2 separate regions of the Sus scrofa genome follow, and region 1 is linked to region 2. Evidence: chromatin contacts called from public promoter capture Hi-C data. All regions are on one chromosome and are shown on one strand. The core of a region is the stretch at or near the end of the contact, and the rest is flanking DNA. Distances in the headings are between cores, read along the strand shown.

Region 1 (4,312 bases), core at 245-2,744, 160 kb before region 2:
AGGATTGTTTGCCCTCATCTCTCCAGCCATGTATGGCCTCGCGGTCATCTTAGATTAAGACAGTCAGCAATATTCATCTTTTCCTCCCATGAAGCCCCAGCACAGGCCAAAATGCCTCGGAGTCCATGGCTTGATTTGCCTTTCTCTCCTCATGACCAAAAAATAAAGATAAATAAGAAACATCAAAAAGAAAGCACACTAGGTCACAAGAACTGAAGCCCTTTACTCAATGATCTGTCCATAACCTATGCCACCAGCGAGTCACCCATAATACTGCATATGCATGGTGTTCCTATTTACTTTTTGGCTGAACTGTCCTGCTCATGCCATAGTACAACATGCTGCTGGAAGATCTTCACCTATTCTTCACCAGGGCACGGCCTGAATGATCAGGTTCAATCATCTGTATCCATATCAGATATTGCAAGCATAGTACAATAAATCAGGACGTCATTTCAAAAGCCCTAAGCCTTCCTCAGCTTCTTTCGTGTTCAGGTTTTTACTTGGGCAACAGTCTACTTTGCATTCTCAACCTCCAAAGGACAGGGCGTAGCAAGCAAGACCTGGGTGATGGGGAAAGGTGGACTCTGGCTTCAGAAGAACGCCAGATTCAGAGCAGCAGACAGACTACTGCAGCCTCAACGGCCCTTAAGCAAACTGACACCCCCGGAGAAATGGATCGCTAGGCTGGCTTCCCCTCCCCCAGTCCCCAGCCCAATCCGAGACACCGCACCCACTCCCTTCCATCCTCAGGCAGAGGCGGGGGGCGGAGGGGGGTGCGGAAGAAAAAAGGGGGTGGGGTCGGAGGAAAAAAGGTGTGGACTGGCAGAGAAAAGGGGGGCGCGGGGGTGAAAACGGGGGTGAGGCTGAGAAAGGAGGGGCGTAGCAGAAAAAGGGGGCGAGGAAGACGAACCGGGGGGGGGGGGGAGAGGCGACGGGGAAAATGGAAGGACTTGGAAGGGGAGCCGAACGCAGGCCGAGCAGGGCCGGGAGCGGAGGTGAGGCAGCCGGCGGGCAGAGAAAGGGGGAGCGCCAGCGGGGGACACGGGGTTGAGGCACTTGCCGTAAATCATAGCCAGGCCGGTTTCGTGCAGGAAGCGGGCCCGGCGGTGCTTGAAGAGCCATATCGTGAGAATGGTGAGCGTGAGCAGCAGGATGAAGATGAGCAGGTTGGCGCTGTCCTGCCGGTGGCTCTCCTCGGCTTGCTTCTCTGACACGATCTCCTCGTCCATGGCTCTCGCCGCTCCCCCAGCGCCGTCCGAAGCCCCGGCCCAGCCGAAGACGCCCACTGCGAGGAGCAACCAGAGCGGCCGCGTGAGCCCACGGGCCCGGGGGCTGGCGCCGCCGACGCCGCGGCGGAGCGGCGCCCGCAGCCAGCCGCGCCGAGCCATGACTCTCCCCCCACCCCCCGCCCCGCTCCTCACCCGCAGCCGCCCGCGGTCGGACCACGCCCCGAGGGCTCACGGGAAAGGGGCGGGGCCTCAGGAAGCCTTCGGAGCGCGCGCCTCCGCCGCCTCCGCCGCCGCCACCGCCCTTAAAGGGGACGCGACACTCCCAGTTCGCTGGGCCCCATCCTTTTGGCCTTTCGTCCCCCCCCCCGCCGCACCAGCTCCCCCCAGGCCCCGCTGCGCCGCAACGCAAGGCCGTCGAATCCAGTACAGTCCCTTCTGGAAACGAAGCCTGGGCTCAGCGTAATCAAAGCAGAGGCAGATTGTGCTCTGTCTACTTTGATCCTATTCTTAGTGCTCGCAGGGGAATCGATCTTTCATAACCCATCTGAATATTGTCCCCCAGTGTCTCTTAACAGGATGAGACGTTGTCCTCTTGGGAGGGGCCTACATCTCCATCTCTAATTTAAATCGGATTCTCCTTGTTCTGTCCTCGTTCGGAAAAAAACAGCAGCACTGTAGTAGTTCATCAATAATTGACTTAAAGGCAAGGATTATGTGTATGTATGTTCAGTTGTCTTTACACGTAAACGTTTACCTGATGTAAGTTATCTCTTAGAGATAAACTCCTCCATCTCACAAAGATTTGATCGATTTGTGCTCAAATTTACCCATTCTCCAAATACTCCCCTCCCTCCCCAAGAAGAAATCTTTTGTGAAGTGGAGGGTTTCTCCTCTTGCTCCTCATCTTTTTTTCTAATTTTTATTATGATTGATTTAGCATTCTGTCAATTTCTGTTGTACAGCAAAGTGACCCAAACATACATATATATATATATTCTTCTTCTCACATTATCTTCCATCATGTTCCATTACAAGTGATTATGTGCTATATAGCAGGATCTCATTGCCCATCTACTACAAATGCAAGAATTTTCATCTACTAATCCCAGATTCCCAATCCATCCCACTCCCTCCCCCTGCCCCCTGGCAAACAGGAGTCTGTCCTACATGTCCATGGTCTTTTGCTTTGTAGATAAATCATTTGTGCCATATTTTAGGCTCCACATATAAGTGACATCATATGGTGTGTCTTTCTCTTTCTGACTTTACTCAGTATGAAAGTCTAGTTCCATCCATGGTGCTGCAAATGGCATTATTTTGTCCTTTTTTATGGCTGAGTAGTATTCCATTGTATATATGTACTACATCTTCCTAATCTGTTCATCTGTCCATGGGCATGTAGGTTGTTTCCATGTCTCTGCTTTTGTGAATAGTGCTGCAATGAACATACAGGTGCATGTATCTTTTTCAATGAAAGTTTTGTCTGGATATATGCCCAAGAGTGGGATTGCTGGGTCATGTGGTAGTTCTATATTTAGTTTTCTGAGGTATTTCCGTCCTGTTTTCCATAGTGGTTGTACTAAGTCACATTCCCACCAACAGTGCAGGAGGGTTCCCTTTTCTCCACATCCTCTCCAGCATTTGTCATTTGTAGACTTATTAATGATGGCCACTCTAACTGGTGTCAGGTGGTACCTCATTGTAGTTTTGATTTGCATGTCTCTAATAATTAGTGATGTTGAGCATTTTTCATGTGCCTGCTGGCCATCGGTATGTCTTCTTTGGTGAAATGTCTAGTTAAGCAGATTTCTCTAGCTCAGAAGTCACCTTTGACACCATCTCTCATTTGTCTTCCTCAAAGAATATTTTCCCTGTCCTCAAGCCTCCCTACCTCTCGAACCAGAATTTTCACCTCTTTGAGAACAGTGGGTTCCTATTTTCTCTGTTCTTAGATCATTCAGTCTTTGTGGGCTTTTTGTTTTCTCCGGACTCTCCCTAGAATGTTTTATTTCTCCCTCCGCAGAAATGAACTCCAGATCCCAAGCCTTGAGCTGCCACCCTCCCTTCAGGCCTCTGCCTGGTGGCTACTGAGCACATCCTGTTGAGGTTCCCACCAATCTCATTTTTAAATGAGCTCATTTCATCCCACCAACACATTTTTTCCTTCTATTTTTTCATACCTTCGATGACACTAGGTATCAGTCCAATTCCTATCATTCTGCCCAGAAGTCATGATTCTCAAACGTTTTCATCTCATGGCCATATATCCTCTTTGCTAAGACAAACCACATCCAGGCAGCTCCTAGCTGTCCCAGTGTGGATTCACTCCTGCTCACCAGTTCATTAAATTCTGTGAGGATGCTGAGCTTAAGAAATAGAAAGTGCTGGAATGGTGTTCAACTCTTGAGTTCTGTCCCCCTGCCGGGTCAGGAGCTGTCCTAGTGACTGTGGGCCCATTCTCTGCTCTCAGTATCTGGGTTGGCCTGTGCCTTCCCAAGAAACCTCGTGGCCGCCTGTCCCCTCTACCCTCTCTCCAGCCTAATCATACTGCCCTGTTCCCATAGGGCTGTGTGGGGAGAGGCAAGGAGCACAGTGATGAGCCTTCCCAGTCTCCATACTGCCCCCTCCCCAGAGTTGTCTCTGTCACCCCAGAAGACCTAGGAATGCCTATTCCGGCTTTTTTAGGCCTAACCACCAAATCCGAGGCTGTTTCGCCCCTGCACAAAACCATTGTTCATTCTCCTAGTGTTTGGAACTCAAAAAATCCCGAGTCAGAGATGGCTTTCCTGGCCACAGTTAGCAAATGTCTTCAAGCTTCAGACTCTACCTCTGTCTACAGACCCAGCATCTTCGGCTGCCCCCCGCCCCCTCTCCAGCAACGCCTTTAGAGCAGAGTTCCAGAGTTCCGGGGGGAATCTTGAGACAGCAAGATTCATCAAGCAGATTCATCAAGCCTCCATCAAGCAGGCCAAGCCCCATGAGTCTTTGCTCCCCGTAGAAAATACTTTTCTCTCAACCCAGCACTCTCTTGGGTGACTCTCATCCTCCAGTTTCTCTTCTCACTCCTGCTTCCCCTGCCA
Region 2 (4,362 bases), core at 549-3,048:
CTTCCCTTCCTTCCTTTCTTTTCCCTGGACAAATCCCTAGGTGACTAACACAAACCCAATGTCTGATGTAAATAGGTAGGCCAGGTCCCTAAAAAGCTCTGTCCCGGTGGGTTGCGACTCGGCATCTCCCCGCCCCGCCCCGTCGCGGCTCGGGTGGAATCGCCAATGAGACACTAACAGTAGCTAAGGTAACAGAGCCGGGCTTAACCGGACTCATTCTGGAGGAGAAGTGAAAAGAGTTTCTCCCGGTCGGGGGTTGGGAGGCTGGCTCCGCGGACGGATTTTCCATTGGGTGGGGTGGGTTAGCGACCACAGAAGCGCAAAAGCAGGAGTCTAATCTCTGAAGGCCGGCGGCCGGCTCTGCCACGCTCTCAGCAGGAAGGGGAGGGGAGCGGGAGGAAGGAGGGGGGAGGAGCCGCGGCGGAGGGCGGGAGGGGGGAGGAGGGGCCGGGGGAGGAGCCGCGGCGGAGGGCGGGAGGGGAGGGGCAGGGGAGGAGCCTGGGCTCCAGCGGGGGAGGAGCCGCGGCGGAGGGCGGGAGGGCCGGAGGGGGGCGGGGGAGGAGCCGGGACTCCAGGAAAACCCGCGCGCGGAGTCCGCCGCACCTCGGGGCGGAGTCGCCGGCTCCGCCCGGCCCCTCGGCTGCCGCCGCTCTCCGTGCGCCCCGAAGGGGCGGGCCCGCCCGCAGCCTCCCTCCGGGCCCTCCTTCCCCTCTCCTCCCTCCCCTCCCTCCTTTCCATCTCAGCAGCGCCCTCGGTCTCCCTCTCCGGCTCATACAAAAGCAAAATGTCCGCCATCTTCCGAGGCGGCTGCGCCCGTCGCCGCCACCGGCCGGGCTCCCCGGCGCTTTCTGCCCGGGACCGCCCTTCCCCCGCCCTCCTCCCCGACCCCCGGCGCCGCGGCTCCTCCGAAGCCGCGGAGGCACCACTCCTCCCGCCCTCGCCCCCACTCCGCCCCGCCCGCCCCGCCGGGCGACGCAGGACCGCCTCGGGCGGGGGCAGGAGGGCTCGGCTGGTCAGGCCGACCAGCTCCCGCTTCCCGCCCGGCCCACCCCCTGGATGGCCCCTTTACCTTGATGCAGTACGGGGGTTCGTCGTAGGTGACCAGCATGTACCTGTCTCCGCGGCTGGCCGGGTCCCGGGCGCGCAGCTGCGGGACGAGGGATGACGGAGGGGGCCGCGAAGGGAAGGAGGGAGGAGGGGGCGATAGCAACGTTACAGAAGCATCTAAATCCACCCCCCCCCATCCCTCGGGAACTCTCTCCATCGCTCCCCTCCCCTCCCTTTACCTTCAAGAATAACTCCACAGCGCCTTTGGCAATGTCCAAATAGGAGGTGCCCAGGTCAGTGCGCTGGTTCATAGAGGCGGACGTGTCTATGAGGAACAGCAGGATGGGCATCTTCCCCCGCACCCCTGGCTCCGCTCCCCACTCTCCTGGCCCTCTTGCCCTCACTGCCGCGTACTGCCACCCGAACCCTCAACTCTTGCAGAGCCAGGGTGCAGGGAGCAAGAGGAAGAGGGGGAGACGGGACGGGACGGATGGAACTGCTCCTGGCCTCCTCTTTTCTGCAGCCCCACCTCCTCTCCCTCCGGGGGAACTTGAAAGTGTGAGCGTGTGTAGCCCTCGGGGCCCTCCCCCTTCCTCTCTTCTGCCACCACTACTGCTGCCGCCGCCGCTGCCGCCGCCGCCGCCGCAGGGACTACTGCCCAAGCATCCACGCTCACTGAAGCGCTCGCCCCAGACTGAGAGCTGTCTCTGTTCACCGACACACAACTTCTGTCCGCTCACCTACCACGGGTACCATGTGACCAGAACCCACGCCATTGGCTGCCAATTATGTGGTATTTGCATATTCATTAGATGACAGGGCAAGGGGAGGGGTTTGGGCGAACCCTGGGAGTTGAAGTTTGAACCCAGGCAGGGGGTAAGGGGAAATGTTAAGGACCCTCCTTTAAAGGACTTGGAAGCTGTTAGGACACTTAGGGTGGTTTGAATGGATTTTTCTCTTGCTCTTCTTCAAAGACGATAATTCGAAAGGAAGAGTGAATTTGAGCAACAGTTGTGCAGAAGTACAGAAACCGAGGCTTGGACAGGCAGCCCAGAAAACGCTTTGGTAACTGCAATCGATCAATCCTGCCCGTGCTTTCGAGAAGCAGCAAACTTCTACTCGCGTTCCTTCATATCCCACTCCACTCGCGGTCAGTATTTCTAAGTCGGTTTCTGGCCCTGCATTCCACATATATCTACTTAGAAAGGAAACGAAAACTTAGACACGGTTACCTAAACTGGCCTTTTGTGTGCACATACTTCTTCGGTTTCATTGAGCACTTTGAAGTATTGGCCTGCCTGCAATAATTGGTCTGCACGGTCTTTACACATGGAAGGTTTGTCGCACTGGATTCTGATTCGACTCATTTATTAAGCACCTATGAAGTGTCAGCCACCCACCTTACTCTCATTTAGTCTTTGAAATAATTGTGATAGATGCCATTATATTCAATTTTCAGTAAGGGAAAGTGCAGCTCAGCGAGACGAGGCCAACACTGAGGGATGTTCTCAGATCTGGCTCTAGGGAGAGGCTCAATAAGTGGCCCACCCCGCTTGGCTGACTGCTTCAAGTAACATCAACTTTAAATAAGGGCGTGGGAGCTCCCTGGTGGCTCAACAGGTTGAGGATCCAGCGTTGTCACTGCTGTAGCTCTGGTTACTGTTGCGGCACAGGTTCAATCTCTGGCTCCAAACTTCCACATGCCGTGGGCCAGGCCATAAATAAAAAAGAAAGACCTGTGTATTCCTAGCAGTATGTTATACACAATGTGGAATCCTGAATGAGTTCACAACTTCACTTGATGTGTTCCCTGTAATATAATATATAATATATAAATTCAATAACATTTCTGTAAAAATAAGATTTCAGAAGAGGCCATACAGCAATATTTGAATCCGGGACAAACAAGTGATGCAAATAAAAAATGCAGTGCAAGCACTGGACCAAAGATCGAGACGTTCAGGAGGGTTCCTGGATGAGGCACTAAGCAGGAAGGGAGGGGTTCTGGATTGAAAGGAATGATGTGAACCGAAATTCAGCCAGAGGTGGACATGTGCCTGGCCCAAAGCAGGCCCGTCTGGTAGGAATAAATGGATGAAGAAGACACTCTAAGCCCCCATTTCCATTCTGATACAAATACTATGAGAGAAGGGCAATGCCAGCAAGGGCTAGGCGGCTAAAAGCACAGGACCGGCGATGGCCAGTGTGTTCCTTTTCTCCTGCTGTGTAACCAGTTACCACAAATCCAGCCATTAGAGCAACATACACATTGGTTACCTCACAGTTGCCGTGAGTCAGGGGTCCGGGCATGGTTAGCTCGATTCTCTGCTCAGTCCCCCAAGACTGCCATCAAGGTGTCAGCCAAGCTCTGGGTTTTTTTTTTTTTTTTTTAATTATAGTTGATTTACAATGTTCTGTCAATTTCTGCTGGACAGCAAAGTGACCCAATTATACATATGCATACACTTTTCTCATAATATTTTCCATTATGCTCCATCACAAGCGATTGGATGTCGTTCCCTGTGCTCTGCAGCAGGACCTCATTGCTTCTCCATCCAAATGCAAGTTGCATCTACTAACCCCAGATCCCCAGTCCATCCCACTCCCTCCTCCTCCCCCTTGGCAACCACAAGTCTGTTCTCCATGTCCATGAGTTTGTTTCTTTTCTGTAGATAGGTTCATTTGTGCCATATATTAGATTCCAGATATAAATGATATCATATGGCATTTGTCTTTCCCTTTCTGACCTTAGTATGAGAATCTCTAGTTCCTTCCATGTTGCTGCAAATGGCATTATTTTATTCTTAGGTCAGTCTCCCAAGGCAATAGAAATACAAATAAAAATAAACCGATGGGACCTAATCAAACTTAGAAGCTTTTGCACAGCAAAGGAAACCATTAAACAACAACAACACAAAAGACAGGCTGTGTTTTCATCTGAAAAAGAATCGGCTTCCAAGATGAAGCTGAATCCTGAATCCTGAATGGATGCTCCCAGAATTCATCTCCTTGTGGCCATCTGCTGGGGGAGGCCTCCCACTGTAGGCTGTTCACAGTAGGCCGTTGGCTTCTTCAGGGCCAGCAGGGGAACCACTCCCTCCAGTCTGTGAAGATGGAGCCATCTATAACATCATTTAATCACGAGCTTGCCATCCGTCACCTTACCATATCCTATTGACTAGAAGCAAGTCGCAGATCTCACCACGCTCCGGGAGAGATTACACAGGAGGAGGCAACACCACGCAGCAGAGATCACGGGGCCATCTAAGAATTCTGCCGAGCATTAGGTGGGCGTGCCGGAAACAAACTTGGCCT

Evidence for each region. Promoter capture Hi-C pulls out the DNA fragments that hold promoters and counts their contacts.
Region 1: a promoter capture Hi-C map of liver shows a contact between it and region 2, with 2.2 times the contacts expected there. The contact joins the promoter of SLC9A6 here to the promoter of INTS6L in region 2. A contact is called at or near these places in 1 of 5 promoter capture datasets (liver) and 1 of 2 datasets of contacts at active chromatin or transcription factors (alveolar macrophages).

Annotation. Positions count from the first base shown.
Region 1 is chrX:111,173,643-111,177,954 of Sscrofa11.1, reverse strand. It overlaps SLC9A6 (sodium/hydrogen exchanger 6), which reads right to left and starts at 1,494. Exons shown (of 17, transcript XM_005657924.3): 1 at 1,425-1,494; 2 at 1,064-1,288. The coding sequence starts at 1,232.
Region 2 is chrX:111,009,296-111,013,657 of Sscrofa11.1, reverse strand. INTS6L (integrator complex subunit 6-like) reads right to left here and starts at 1,798. Exons shown (of 18, transcript XM_021080861.1): 1 at 1,287-1,798; 2 at 1,070-1,147. The coding sequence starts at 1,397.